Linked DNA regions of Zea mays: region 1 is linked to region 2. The links are chromatin contacts, called in public Hi-C maps. All regions are on one chromosome and are shown on one strand. The core of a region is the stretch at or near the end of the contact, and the rest is flanking DNA. Distances in the headings are between cores, read along the strand shown.

Region 1 (2,700 bases), core at 158-2,657, 110 kb before region 2:
GGCTGAAAAGTATGGAGATATTTTCCCTGCTGCTAGTGTTTTTATTTCTAATAATCAATACTAGAAAGGAAATAACAATAAAAAAATAAAATCAGAAATTATTAAGTAACAAAACCAGAGATGGAAAGATGACCTCCAGTTGCCGAAGGCGGTCTATCAAAATAGAATGCTGCTGCTGCTGAGACTTTATATGATTGTGCAGTTCCAGTAGCTCACTCATCATAATAGATTCACACTCCCTGACCACTGCTTCACACAGACCCTCTTGAAGCAGCCGTGCCCTAAGCTTCTCAGAGGACAACATAATATCTGCCATAGAACCAACATCATTGCTAGTCTGTGACCGTGGGAACTGATCCTTCGCTGCCAGCAATGCATCTATCCACGCATTCCTATCCTCCTCAGTTTCACACCTCAAATGTAGTGTCTTTGTTCCACTGAATATGTACAGCCTCTTATCATCAGACTTGCTTGCACGAATAGACGAGACCTGAATACCACAAAAGGAAATTCCTGTAAAATTGAGTAATCTATCTTGCTTCCTCCAGCATTGTGCCAAATCATTCAGATAATTCCACAGTGATGATCGATTGTAGCATTATTGCATTAAACTAAACGTGATGCAAACATATACATATCTGCGACCAGGTTTCCTACCACGGCCTGTCTTCAATTGGGAAAACTCAAAATGAAAAGTACAATGAGCGCCAATCCTCCACTTGTTTTTTTTTTACCTTAAGCACATTTACCCGAACAATATTCATGGCTCAATCATCACAAGAAAAATGCGGCTTCAAAATTTGACTTCTCAATGCCGGAACCAGCATGCCAGAAGAAACCGAATCGAATGGCAGCACCGTACCTTGAGGTGTATCACGCCAAACGGCTTCCACAGCTTTCCTGCCCCCGCGGCCACCTCCCGCGCCTGCTGCACGGCACTCCCGTCCCCGATCACTCTGGCTGCAGCAGCAGCGGGCGACACGGCTACCCCCCCAGCACCAGCTCCGCGGAGCTTGTAGTAGGATAGCACCCCATCCTCGAGCACGAACCACCGCGACCGCCACCCCTTCCCATAGTTGACCCACTTGTGCAGCACCCCCACAACCGCATCCTGCTTTGGGGCCGGCGTCGCCGGCGGTGCACCAGCGAGGATGCGCTGCGGGTGCTCGTGGAGCTGATCCGCAGCGTGCTCGAGCGAGACCGGCGCGATGCAGCATAACGGGTTCATCGCGACGCAGCCACCAGCCCGCACGATGTGGATCGGGGGAGCCCGCTCCCCACTCAGGAGGCAGATGCCGCCTTGTGGCCTCGCTCGCGCCCGCCGCCTAGGTTTCGCACAACCATGGAGATCGGCGCCGCATCGGCTGCGCGCAGGACATAGCAGCAGCAGCGAAGTGGCTGTCGGAGTACTGGGCGGCGCAGTACCGTGGAGTACTGGCGTTGGCGGTGTGTTTTGATGGCGACAAGGTGTGTTTGGTTCGAAAAAACTTTTATTTCTGCGGAGTTTCTAATTTTTTAACTCTCAATCTATGAGATGAGTCAACAGATAATGAAGTGCGTAATTAGAATGGATTGAAATAAAGAAAACCAGATAGAGATTAAATGACAGATCTATCACGTAGTAGGTTGTCAGCGTCAATGTGAAGCCACCAAAGAACCCTAGCAGCCCCAAGAACGGCACGGCGATGACAACCAGAGGTGTCACACACTGGACGCACGATAGTGAAGATACATATGTAATCAGATCAGTTAAATGCGTACGTTGAATTAGTGTGTACACTTACCAACATAGAGTGAGCGTAGTGGCGGACGTACAGGGTATGCAAAATTAGTGAATATTTATATATTATATAATAGTATAGGTATGTGCCCGTGCGTTGCAACGGCACACAATCACGGAAACAGAAAGATAGATTTTTTAAAAACTACAAAAAACATATGATCTTTCTACATAACATACAAAATCTAGATAGAAATGAAAAAATAATGTAAACCTCAACTATATAAGAAGCATAAGAGAATAAATGATAGTAATTAGTAACACTATATAAAACAATTAACAACATATGTTTGTCAAGCAAGCGTATGAGCAGAGCTAGCACTCTTCTAGTAGGTGCATCCGCTCCTCGCCTACTGTTGCGAGTTGGATTTCCTAGAAGTCGGCTTCAGGTTCATGTTCACCATGTCCTCCTACTTCACTCAGAGCATCTCCATTCCTAACAAGGACACGACGATCTTGCGGAACAGCAACGACACCTGAACAAATGAGCATGTGTACATATTTTACACAATGTTCAGTCGACTTTAGGTGATGATGACATTCTTAAGGACCTATGTTATCAACCTAGCCCTGTTCATCCATCTGTTGCCTCAAGTACACATCTGAGCATAGGTTCTCCTAGCTGTGGATAAAAACGAAAAAACAACCTTAACCAATTAAAGGATTTAGTAGAGAGAAGTAGGTCAATATGTCGACGTAAAGTAGAACTCTATCTGCTTGAATAGATTGACACGTTCCTCTTCTACGTCAGGTTCAGGTTTAGGTTGTGGCTCATGTTGCACCTGAAAGTAAGGATAAGCAGTCAACGAACCTGAGCAAGTCCGCTAGATGCTACAAAATTGAATTTCATATAAAGCTTCCCTCTCAGCTAGGTGATAAATGATAAGCTAATAACCAAACACTATACTCTACTGCGAGAG
Region 2 (2,700 bases), core at 78-2,577:
TTATGAGGTTTGGGTCTAAGAACCCTATAGTGACTTTGAAGATCTTTGATTAGTGAACAAGTTCTGTTAACAGAGACTGATCTGCTCTTAACAAATATGGAGAGAAAAGGGGGTTGAACAAGGAAGGTTCAGTCAAGTAATGAAGTTCAGGGTAATCTGAAATATCTGCAGAAGATCTTTTCTCCCTGCGATGTTTCACTTTTGTGTAAAGGTGGAGATAGAGATGAGGTGAATAGCAGGGGTGTTCAAGACTTTAACCAACACTAAAATTTCCCAAGTGAACTAGAAGACATCTACCTAGGCAGCCTTATCTGCTGTGCTCGGTGGTGGTAAAAATCTACCATGTCTATGGCCTTGCTGTGCTCCTAAGCCATGCGTAGATTCTTGGAGATGAGCCACGCACTTGCGCTCATGCAGGTGATAGCCTCACCCAGTTAGGGCTTGTTCGGTTCTACCCTAATCCATATGGATTGAGGGGGATTGAGGGGGTTTCAATCCCTAGTAAGTCAAAATCCCCTTCAATCCATATCAATCCTCTCCAATCCATATGGATTCAAAATAACCGAACAAGCCCTTAGGCATCTCTGTCCATCCTCTGAACCCAGCCATCAATTGAGTCGGCTCTGTCCATATAAAGGATAACCGGGGGGAAGGGGAGTAAAGGAGAGATCCTTGCCATTGTCATAAGCTGCTGTAAGTGATTTTAACACAGTATTGTTGCCTTCACTTCCCCAAACTATACCCGGGAAACACTCAAGCCTCTGGCCAAGTAGCTCCGCGTGTCTGGTGACCATGTCGCCGACGTCTCAACCTCGCGTGACCAAAGTGGCCTTTTGGTCATTGCTATTCTGAATAGCTTGGAACGCGAGCTCGACGCCGCGTATTAGACCCATGAACTGCACCTGTGTCGACCGACCAATTCCCACTTGTCTTGAGTCGGCTCACATGAGCATCGTATACTACATGAACTACTAGTGCTCCCCATTCTATTTGTTTGAGCTCCACGGTGTTGTTGCCTCGGGAAAACGTTTGGGTTAGGTCGTTAGGTTATAGGTGGGTTGATGCAGTGCCTGTTAACTAGGTTCATGCCCCAAAATCATTCGGGTTACGTTAGGATTGCAATTGAAGAGTGTTTAAGAGAGTGCCCAAGCTTCGCGCCACCATGACTAAGGTTTATCTTCGTTAACACCGCCGGCCGGGCTCGGGGACGGGAATTGTGAATATGAAAGAATCGGGGGGCAGAAGGAAAAGTGTCAGAGAGACATAGAAACAAGACTTGGGCTCTTTCCAAATTGTTTGAATGGCCAGGGGCCTCGGTGTAAATCCGCCAGCGCGGGTTGCGGGCGCGCACAGTTCTGCGTGGACTTGGGCCAGTTGGGCCTATTTCGACCCAGTTCTGTTATAGATTTCTCCTTTTCTTTTTGCTGACCACTTAGGAAATGTGTGCAAAATTGTAGAAAAATGGAAAAATAATGAAATCAATTTTTCTAAATTCCTAAAATCAAGTAGTATTTAATAAAAATAATTGCAAGACTTTTATTCAAACTCTGAATTATGTAGCATTTAAAGGTGCTTAGACCAAGCCTTTTAGAATTTTAGAAATAGTTGAATAATTCCAAAAATCATAAAACTTTTTGGGTAGGCTTAATATGATGATTAGAGCCCTTGAGTGAAGTTTGAAATTATTTGGACATTGTTTGACTAGAAACCCAATAACTAGTCTCAAAGGATTAATTACTTAATACTAATCCTAAAAAAATACCTAACGAGAAAACCTTAGTGATTGAATTGTACTGTGAAGGAAAGTTGTATTCAAGTTGCAACTTATTATAATTCTATTGTGTAACTGCATATTTATGACATAGCATAAGCATTCATATACATGTATTATCATGTATAGAACACGAGGAAGAGACTGTAGTAGAAGAAGAGGTTGTCTCCTAGACTGAGAATCCTCCAGCGGAAAACAACTTTTACTTCGACATCTGCAGTGTGGAACCTGAACCTCCTGCAACACAAGGCAAGACCTGGTGCATTATCCCTTTTCCTTGTTATTTTAAGATCTTTATCACCTTATATGATGCATTAGGTGATAGGAATTGTGTGATAAACAGTTGAAACATTTCCTTCCTTGGAAAATTGGTTACCATTCCTTGTTGCCTGTTTTAAACAAGTTTTCTAATACTTAGTCTTGCTATAGAAAACAAAAGGTTTTGTTTTGAAAAAGGTGATGGTTCACATGGGATGGGAATTTTGACAAAGAAAAGAATGATGATGGTGGATCCATCATGGCCGTGATGGGTTCAACATCTGAAAAGAAGTACCTCTGTCAGGTACAAAACTTTTGGGTTTAAGTAATAAAGATGAGACCGGGTGGGTGCCTTACACGAGAAGGGAGTCTTTGTGTAGTGTCTCCGTCTGAGTTGCTTAAGGACCAAGCCGATGTAGGCCTGCTGTTCGAGGACCATTTAACTAGCCATATGCCTCATCATGGGTAAGCTTTGCCTCGGTCGGACCAATACCAGAAAAGCTACCACACAATGGGAGTGGAGAGATGGCAAGAGTAGTGTTTACCCTCCGTGGCAAGAGACTGGACGGTGGAGTATCTATGCTCTCGGTTGGCGTGAACCCATTCTGGTCTTGAGAAACCCGGGTGCAAGTTGACATATGCAAGGGTTAAGTGCTACATATGTCGTGTGG

What was found. A called contact is a pair of places that touch in the nucleus more often than the background predicts.
Region 1: a contact with region 2 is called in a Hi-C map of ear, with 2.5 times the contacts expected there. The contact joins the promoter of LOC100383477 here to the enhancer-like site in region 2. A contact is called at or near these places in 3 of 25 Hi-C or Micro-C datasets (ear and leaf).

What each region holds. Positions count from the first base shown.
Region 1 is chr1:149,413,146-149,415,845 of Zm-B73-REFERENCE-NAM-5.0, reverse strand. LOC100383477 reads right to left here and starts at 1,407. Exons shown (of 8, transcript NM_001176125.1): 1 at 863-1,407; 2 at 134-490. The coding sequence starts at 1,228. LOC103639408 (a long non-coding RNA gene) reads left to right here and starts at 898. Exons shown (of 2, transcript XR_559418.2): 1 at 898-1,467.
Region 2 is chr1:149,306,253-149,308,952 of Zm-B73-REFERENCE-NAM-5.0, reverse strand. No RefSeq gene overlaps it. Among protein-coding and RNA genes, the nearest start is that of LOC103639397, 55 kb to the right of the region's middle. Within about 2 kb of position 1,327, at least 14 of the 20 cell types and tissues checked have an H3K27ac peak or open chromatin away from gene starts, as enhancers often do. A contact at or near this core is called in ear and leaf, where this site is marked.